Linked DNA regions of Ovis aries: region 1 is linked to region 2. Evidence: chromatin contacts called from public Hi-C data. All regions are on one chromosome and are shown on one strand. Each heading gives the region's core, a stretch centred on a gene start, on an enhancer-like site or on the middle of the called end of the contact. The rest is flanking DNA. Distances are from core to core; before and after follow the strand shown. Region 1 overlaps DAB2IP (DAB2 interacting protein). Region 2 overlaps TTLL11 (tubulin tyrosine ligase like 11).

Evidence for each region. Hi-C and Micro-C count contacts between places; a contact is called where the count stands out from the background.
Region 1: a contact with region 2 is called in a Hi-C map of tail adipose tissue, with 5 times the contacts expected there. The contact joins two enhancer-like sites. A contact is called at or near these places in 5 of 16 Hi-C or Micro-C datasets (hypothalamus, muscle, omental adipose tissue and 1 more).

What each region holds. Positions count from the first base shown.
Region 1 is chr3:14,183,845-14,188,684 of ARS-UI_Ramb_v3.0, reverse strand. The region is part of intron 2 of DAB2IP (DAB2 interacting protein); the gene reads left to right. Among named protein-coding and RNA genes, the nearest start is that of DAB2IP, 110 kb to the left of the region's middle. Within about 2 kb of position 3,489, at least 29 of the 54 cell types and tissues checked have an H3K27ac peak or open chromatin away from gene starts, as enhancers often do. A contact at or near this core is called in tail adipose tissue, where this site is marked.
Region 2 is chr3:13,937,257-13,941,681 of ARS-UI_Ramb_v3.0, reverse strand. All of the region lies in intron 6 of TTLL11 (tubulin tyrosine ligase like 11), which reads right to left. Among named protein-coding and RNA genes, the nearest start is that of TTLL11, 150 kb to the right of the region's middle. Within about 2 kb of position 2,046, at least 19 of the 54 cell types and tissues checked have an H3K27ac peak or open chromatin away from gene starts, as enhancers often do. A contact at or near this core is called in tail adipose tissue, where this site is marked.

The DNA of each region.
Region 1 (4,840 bases), core at 2,240-4,739, 250 kb before region 2:
GGAGCTGGATAAACTGGTCGCCACTAAGGTGTCAGTGGCTGACTCCCTCGGTCGCTGTGTCAAAGGTTCCTTGCACAAAAGGAGCCTTATCAGTTGGGTGTTTGAGTCACTCGCAGTGGAGTGTCAGGCTCTCTGTGATTGGCAGGTGAGATGCTATTGGGGGGCGTCTTTCTCCCTTTCTTCACTAGGAGCCCCCCTGCCCCCCTACTTCCTGGGGTCCTCCGTCCTGGGGACATAGTACTGACTCTTCCCATAGGTCTACTTGGGAGGGGTAGGATTTGAATCTTAGCTCCACGGCTTCCCTCTGTGGGATCGCTCAGGCCAGGTCTCCAGCTCTGAGCCTCTCTTTTTCCGTCTGTAAACTGGCACAGGAATCCCTGGCCCTGAGGGCTGTTCAGCCAATAATCTCACACCAAATTGCAGAAAGCCCCGATTTGCTGGCAGGCGGGGCTCACTACCCCCACCCCTTTCCCAGAGCCTCTGGTCCTCCCTGCCCCACGCCTCCTCCTGAGGGTCCAAAACGACATTGCTCACACAGAGCGCCCAGGCCTCCACTCTGAGACCAGGAGGTTGAGAGGGGTGGGGTGCAGGGGTCCCCAAGAGACCAGAGACCAAATTCATAGGTGGTGAGTACAGATGGAAGGAGCCGGAGGTGTCCGCGCAGGGCGGCTTCTGCCCAGTTGGGGGCAGCAGAGGGCAGCAAGTGGCTGCCTGGGCGGAAACTCCCAAAGGAGAGTGGAAATCCGGGGGCGTTTTGTGTGGCCCCCACCCCGGGGCCATGGGGTCCAGCCACGCAGACTGCAGAGCCTACTGCCGGTTGGATGGAACAGCTCCAAACAGGAGTGCCCGTGGGCAGCTGGGTCTGGCACCATTGGCTGAGCTGACCGGACTATGTTGTCCAGAGAGCTTTCGGATCTGTGAAAGGGGACCCTCATCAGGGACATGGAGAGGGGCAAGATCTGGGGCCCAGGCAGCCTCCCAGCAAGAGCAGGGGCCCATGTGCAGGTGGGTGGGCAGTGTGTCTGCACTGTGGTCACCGGGCTGGACTAGTAGACACTCCATTTTGGGTGTCCTCTGACAAAGTCCGGTCCACCTGGATGTGAGTCCCAGCTCCTTACTGTCTGCATAAGGAGTGGGGCGTGGTCGTAAAGGCTGTTTTGCGCAGTCCTCTGGGTCAGGCCTTCTGCTTAGCCCTCACTGGGTATCATCTGATGATAGATACCATGAGGCATATAACACAAATCCCATTTTTTTTTTAAAGTGACAAAACCAAGCCAGACGGAGAGTGAAGGACTTGCTGAAGCTTGCTCAGCTCGTGAGCCTGGACAATGGAGGTCTTGCAGAGCCTGGCCCACAATGCACAACCCAGTCTCTGCTGGCCAGTGTTGCTAGTCTCTCCATCTAATAGATGAGAACACTGAGGCCCAGAGAGGGGAGGTGCGCTGACCCAGGTCACACAGCAGATCAGGGACGGAGCTGGCATTTGATCTCATCATGTTCTGCCCCTGTCTGCAGCTGCTCTGGCCACCCCTGCCACCCCTCCATGTCAGAAGGGGCATGAGCAGGGCAGATACCCTGGCTCCCCTCTTCCCACCCTGACATATGGCCCCTGAAGGCCTTCCCCTTTTTTAGGGAACCCAGGAACCTGGGAGTGGGGAGCCAGAGCTCAGATGCCTCCTCCCAACCCCATATAGAAATGAAGTGATTGCCTCTGTCACACCAAGTGGCATTTGGGTTGGATTGCAGACATAATTATATCTGAGTCCTCGGGTGGGAATTGTTCCCAAGCCAGGAGGCCCTCTTTGGAAGTGGCGGCAATGGCATCTGTTTCCAACACAAGGCCCTGCCGGGGGATGAGTAACTTTTCTCGTGGAATTGCTTAGGGAACATCTAAAACGAGCCGTGATTGTTCCTGTCCCCCTCCAGCGCCATCAATGGCTGCCAGGAGGGGTGATCTGGCTCCCCCGCCAGCATTGAGGCCCCCAGGCCTGTCCCGGGGTCCTTGCCTCTGTGCAGGCTGGCCCTTCTGCCCATGGTTCCTCCCCATTTCCCTTCCTTGAAAGCTCCTTCCCTCCCCCATACCCACCCCCACCGTGGTTCCTGCAGGCATCCCCACCCCAGGCTCTAGAACACAGAGGCTGTGGCTTAACCATCCACCAGAGAGAGTGGTGACTTTCTTAAGGGTGGTGGCTATTTCTGATTTCTCTGAGCCCTAGGCACAGAGGCAGGGCCTCACCTGTGGCGGGCACTGGAGGGGCTGGTGGGATGAAGATGTGTGAGCGATGAGAGGCGTGAATGCATCCGGTGAGTGAGTGTGGGGTGAGGGGAGTGGGTGAGCTAACACCCCCAGCTCCTGACAGCCCACTACATCTCCGAAGCCCAGTGGCCAACCACTTGGGAGGAGGTCAGGACAAGCCACCCGGACCACCACAGTCTTGCCTTGAAATTGACCTTGCCTCCGCTGCATGGGTTCCCATGATCCCTCAGGGGCAGGCGCCCAGGTGAGCCTGGCCTGTAGATGGTAAATCAACCTAGAAGGAGAAATAGCCTATAAAATCCTCTCCCCAAACGGTGCATTTTGTATCCTGTAGTGAAAAGGGCTTTTAAACGCACTGCTCACTCAGGTGGATTTATGGGGCTGCCCCCTGCTTCTTGCCGCTCCCTCCTGCTCTGGCCTTTGGGAGCACCCTGGGGTCCTGGTGCTCCCTGGTGGCTTGTGGTCCAGGGAGAAATAGGATAGCTCCTCTCCCCTGCCTTGATGCTCCAGGGCTAGCCCTGGCCAGCAAGGTACCTGGGAGGGGGGCGGGGTGAGGCCATCTTACTCAACAGAAGCTCCCCATCCCAGTAGCGCCTGAAGTTCCACCATGAGCATCCTTCCTTCTGGCAAGCTGTTGTCTCCAGAAGGCCCCCTTGTTGTCACCTGCAAATGGGTCACCAGGGAGGGGAAAGATGGCATGCCTAAGCTGGAAAGGGGTTTAGAGATCAGCTAGGCCATCTCCTCATTTTACAGATAGGGAAACTGAGTCACAGAGAGGCTAAGTCGCTTGCTCAGAGCCTCATACTGCAGTAATGGAATGATGGAAGGACTTGAGCTCTGGGGCAGACTACCTGGGTGGAACCCAGCTCTGCCACTTCCTGGCTATGCAATCTTGTGCAAGTAGCTTAACATCTCTGAGCCTCCATTTTCTTATCTGCACACTGGGCTATGAGAATTAGAGTAAGTCATGTAAATTTTTGATATAGTGCCTGAAGCTGAGACAGAGCTTAATAAATACATCTGGCTTACTCTTATTAATGCATTGGAATAGTTCTTGTTACTGTTACTTACAGAGCGGGGTTTTGAATACAGATTTCTTGTCTCTGCGCATGGTTTTCTTGCTACTTCTGCCAGGAAGCCTCTGTTGAGAGCATTCTCTCACACAGAGCGCACAGAGCACAGGACAGAGACGTGCTGATAGGGAGAAGCAGTGAGTCACCCCAGGAAGACTGGCCTGGTGCCAGGGCCTCCGTGACGGGGCTGGTAGGGAGGCAGAGGGAGAGAGTAGAGAGCCTGCTGCAGGGGTGTGGCTCCCGGAGGGAGCTGGTTTTCCCGAAGCCATGTGGCCTCGAGCTGGACTCGCCCAGAGGTCAGGGCTGGCCGAGGGCTTGAAGAGCTGATGCAGTGCATGTGGCCGTCCAGACCTCTGGGGTGGGCTCATGGGGCAGTGAGTCACTCCCGGCTGCTCTGGGTTATCACATTCTTGCTTGAGACAGTAGGAATGAGTGTCTGGCCTCTGGTCACTGATGTCGCTCAGTCCTGGGCACTGGCAGGCACTGGGACGGCCTCTCTGATGTCCTCATTTCCCCCTCCCAGCTTCCCAACTGCATGCCCCCTCCTCTACACTCTCAGGGTTTCTAAGAGCCCCCCTCGACCTGGGCATGCTCTGCATTGGGGAGAGGGTGTGTAACTTGGAGGTCAGAAGACCTGTGATCGCTCCAGGGCCTTCGAAGCCAGTCAGGCCTGCTGCTGTCCTACCTCAGCTCCGTTGCCTGAACTGGGATTCTGCCTGGAATACCCCTTATATGGCTGCCCTGCCCCAGATGATCTCAGCAAGCCCAACCACTGCCTCCCTTTCAGTGTTTCTATTATGCCCTCAAAAGCTGCCTCCTCCAGCAAGTCCACTCATATTGACCCCAAGTGGACCCCCCTAAAAAGCCTCTCAGAGCATATTCTCTGTCTGCCTTCCTCTTTTTTCTTTTATATCATAAATACTCGTTCATTCATTCAGGAAGTATATATGGAATACCTGCGAGGTGTCCAGCGCTGGGGACCCAGGCCACGATGGCCCCCATAATTCCGTAGGGGAGGGAGGTCTGAAGCAGACGTTTAACTACAACTATGATAGGTCTGCAGGGAGATCTCGTTCAATGTGAGGGCATCGGGGAGGCCCCTGAGAAGGCTGAGGAGAGACTGAAGGATGTGCAGGGCCCACTGGGCAGGAGGGGCCTCTGTCCTAGGCAGTAGCAATAGCCTGTGCCAAGGCCCTGTGGCAGGAGCACCGCTGAAGCCCCTGGGATCCAAGCAGGGGGAGATCCTGAGGGGCTTCGGGCCTCACCAGGCAGGTAGGCCTTCACCCCAGGAGCCCTGGGGAACTGTGGAAGGGAGTGCAGCTGGTCCGCGGCAGGATCTCATCTGTTTTTCGAAGGGTCCCTCTGGATGCTCTTGGAGAATGAACAGGGGGAGGGTGGCAGGGTTGGAGGCGGCCAAAGCAGCCAGGAGCCTCCTTCGGGTGCCTAGGAATGGCCTGGGCTACCTCTCCAGCTGGACGGAGGGGCCTTTGAGGGCAGAGAGCCAGCCTTT
Region 2 (4,425 bases), core at 797-3,296:
GTATTCCCATCTCTTTCAGAACTGTTCACAGTTTCTTGTGATCCACACAGTCAAAGGCTTTGGCATAGTCAATAAAGCAGAAATAGATGTTTTTCTGGAACTCTCTTGCTTTTTCCATGATCCAGCGGATGTTGGCAATTTGATCTCTGGTTCCTCTGCCTTTTCTAAAACCAGCTTGAACATCTGGAAGTTCATAGTTCACATATTACTGAAGCCTGGCTTGGAGAATTTTGAGCATTACTTTACTAGCGTGTGAGATGAATGCAATTGTGCGGTAGTTTGAGCATTCTTTGGCATTGCCTTTCTTTGGGATTGGAATGAAAACTGAACTTTTCCAGTCCTGTGGCCACTGCTGAGTTTTCCAAATTTGGTGGCATATTGAGTGCAGCACTTTTACAGCATCATCTTTCAGGGTTTGAAATAGCTCAACTGGAATTCCATCACCTCCACTAGCTTTGTTTGTGGTGATGCTTCCTAAGGCCCACTTGACAACTGAGACTAAGCACAGCAACAGCACACAGGCTCTTCCGTCCATGGAATTATCTCAGCCAAGAATACTGGAGTGGGTTGCCATTTCCTCCTCCAGGGAATCCTCCCGACTCAGGGATCATATTCGTGTCTCCTTTGGCTTCAGCCTTGGCAGGTGGATTCCTTACACAGAGCCAGCAGGGAAGCCCAAAAGATAACTTCAGAGATCAGTCTCTCAGTCGTGTCTGACTCTGCAACCCCGTGGACTGCAGCACTCCAGGCCTCCCTGTCCATCACCAACTCCTAGAGTTTACTCAAACTCATGTCCATTGAGTTGGTGATGCCATCCAACCATCTCATCCTCTGTCGTCCCCTTCTCCTCCCGCCTTCAATCTTTCCCAGTATCAGGGTCTTTTCCAATGAGTCAGCTCTTCCCATCAGGTGGCCACAGTATTGGAGTTTCAGCTTCAGCACCAGTCCCTCCAATGAGTATTCAGGATTGATCTCCTTTAAGATGGACTGGTTGGATCTCCTTGCAGTCGAAGGGACTCTCAAGAGTGTTCTCCAACAGTTTACACCTCAGTAAAATGACAAATGGCTACATCTCACAGATATCCATATTGCCCCAAAATAGTCAAACTTGTACATGTTAAATCCCCAAATGTCCAGAAACTAAAATTTGTATTCATTTGTTGAAATGCCTGTCTGCCCCTGGCAAAGAGAGCACCTCAGAGAAGGGCCACTTCTCTTTGTGCCCATTGCCGTCCCATGACCATGCTTACTGGCACCACAGCGTTTGTTTCCTGCTTTCCCTAGGTGTGTTTATTGAATGTCTGCCCCTCCTTTGGAAAGTGGGCTCCATGAGAGGGGACCTCACGGGGCTGCTTCATGGCTCTGTCCCCTCCCCCTAAAACAGTATCCGGCACACAAAAGGTGTTCAAACAATGCTGGTTGAATAAATGAAAAAAGTGATTCTACAGTCCCACCCATCTCTTTTTTTCATGTCTGATCAAAGAATACAAATCTATCCTCATATTATAAAAATGTAAACAGCTAAGAGTGAGAGAGTTTTTATTTAAAAAATCAAGTTAATATGATGTTTTTGAAATTCCAAATCAAAAGTGACTCTAAGAAATTACCATTTTCCTGGAAGGAGGAACAAACTCTGACCAAATTAATGAAATGATTAATACAGCCTAGGAAGGCTGGTTACACCATGAATAATCATAGAAGAACTAAACTCTTGCCCGTGGGGTAGTTTCAGAATTTGGAACTTCACTGCTGTAGTAGGGAAATATTGAATTTGTTCCTGTAAGTGAACCCAAATGGAATGACAATAGTCTGGGGGAAGTATTAGTGGTATTTAATCTCAGCTACATTTAAAAATTATTTTCATTATTTTCCAGATGCTATTGGACTAAAATACAAATTCCTACATCATAAAAGATGGTCAGTGAAACACAGGCAAGTGGATAGCAACAATACAGAGAAGAGGTTACAGCATAGAACATGGCCAAGGGCCTGGCCAAGGGCCCAGCCTAGGGCTGAGCTTGACCAGTTCTGGCTGCATGACCTGGGGCGGTGACTCAGCTCTCAGAGACCAGAATTTCCTCTTCTGGGAAAACAGTGTCTGCAAAGGTCCTATGAGAATTCAACAAGACAATAATATTTGCAGAGCACCCAGTTCCGCCCAGGTGCCATAAATAGTAATAGTAACACGTAACAGTAACAATGACAACAATCTGTCAAGGATCTCAGAAAAATGCAGCAGCAGCAAAGAACCGGATGTGCTTTGTGCTCCGGGTGGGGAAAAAAACAAAAATTACCATCAGGGTTTCCTCATGGAAAAACTAGCAATTTTAGCAGCCCAATCTGGAGGCCCGTGGTTTAACAAGCAACTAATTAGAAACTGTTGCTCTCTGAACGCTGAGTGACACCTGCTTTTCCAAGTGCGCACACAGACGGAAGTCAAGGGCAAGGGCAATCATTGGCCATGCCCCCTCTGGAAAATGCAGCTGAAAACAAACCCCAGATGATCTCTTTTTTAATAAAATTTTCCCTGAAAGATACTCGGGTTAATAATAGGAACTAAGGAGGTCTTCTGAGGTCCCATCAGTTAATTCCTCACTGCGTCAGACCAGCCCTGCCAGTTCATACTGCGATAATGAAAATGATGAAACCCATGATGATAAGTAAAGGTAAATTATGCAAATAGGCGAAGAGCAGGAACACAGAATGGAGGGGTGGGGGAGGGAGGGGGATCGCGCTGAAGGATGAGTGATTTCAGCTGATCTAACGGACCAATCACAGATGACCCGCATCACAGGAGTGCTGTCCGTTCCCTGACATGTCTCCAGGGTCCTCCCCTCTGCCCTCAAGGCAAACCAAAACCTCCTTGGCCTGGCATTCAGGCCGTTTATAATTCAACCACTGCCAACCATCCTACTGTTTCCCCTCTGCTTCCTGCACATCCCACCTCCTCCATCCCTATATCAAACTATTTACAGTTTTCCCAAACTCACCCTAGGTATAATGTTTTCATTTAGGGTAATATTGGAGAGGGAAATTATTTTAAAAGTCAACATCTAAGTCCTTTAAAGCAACAATCCCCAAACTTTTTTGGCACCAGAGACCAGTGTTTATGGAAGACAATTTTTCCAAGGACCAGGGTCAGGGGTGGGGGGGGGGGCGGGGGCAGATGGTCTGGGGATGATTCAAGCAGATGACATTTACTGTGCACTTTATTTCTATTATTGTCATATCAGTTCCACTTCAGATCATCAGCCATTAGATCCTGGGGACTGGGGGCCTCTGCTTTAAGGAAAGCAGTCCACAATTAATACCACGGAGAGCAAGTCCTGTCATGGGGATTGATCTCCCTGTGGAATTTTTAGAAATTACAACAACATTCCACTTACTGCCTCCCCCAGACATTCTGGTTTAACTAGTCTGAGATGGAGCCCAGGCACATATAAGTTCACCAGCTCCGCTTGAGAACCACTGTTTCAGGTGTTATCCCAACTACCCATTCACATGCTGCGGCCATTATTGGCTGGGCCCCCAGGGCACTGAAGTTTGGGACCCATGACTTAGGTCACCTTGTTGAGTCCTCACCCTCACCATGGATTAGTTCATATGAAGAAACCCCAGTTAAGTAGCCAGTCCTGGGTTAACCCAGCTCTCAAGAGGGGAAAATAAACAGGACGAAAGCCCAGCAATCCCAGGGCTGAAGTTCAGATCTGAAGCATAGCAGCTGCACACTGCCCCCTTGTGGTGGGGAGCTCAGATCTCAGGCATTTTCCAAGCTGGTTGTCACAAACCATCAACAGCTTGAAATGGTAGCAGGAATAAATTTACACCACGGAAATGGGCAAACACTGAGAGTTTTGTTCTGTTCTGGTTTTTGAGAACCAGTTCATAGAACCCCTCTTAACTTCAAGATATCAAAAAAAAAAAAAGAAGGGAAAAATGTCAAATTATGTTTTGTTCTGTTTTTAATTTCAGGAAGCAGGCATTTTGGAAAGACAAATTCCAAACAGTTAAAATTGAAAAAGTTTTTTAGTTTAAAGAGATAAGTCTCAAGTATCTGAAAACACATATCTGGAATTTTTAATCTGACAACACCTGGCTATCAATGCTTTATACATGCTGCTATTTGCTAGGTGCCCCAGACTCAGTGTCAGTGAAAAGGAAAATATAAGTGCAACGAGTTGTCTGAAGGTGCTCCCTGCCTCTGCCAGCGGGGGCACAACACAGAAACATCCTCTGAAACAACCCATCCCTCCGGCAGCCCTGCCTCTGCCTCAGCCACGGGATGTGCAGACTTCCAATATTGGAATGCTAGAGTGGAGCCTCTGAGTAAGGAATAACAGGAGGGCCCAACAGAAATTACCTGCTCTCTGTGGCCTCTCACCACCTCAGCTGAGACCAGCTGCACATGGTCCCCACCGTTCAAGA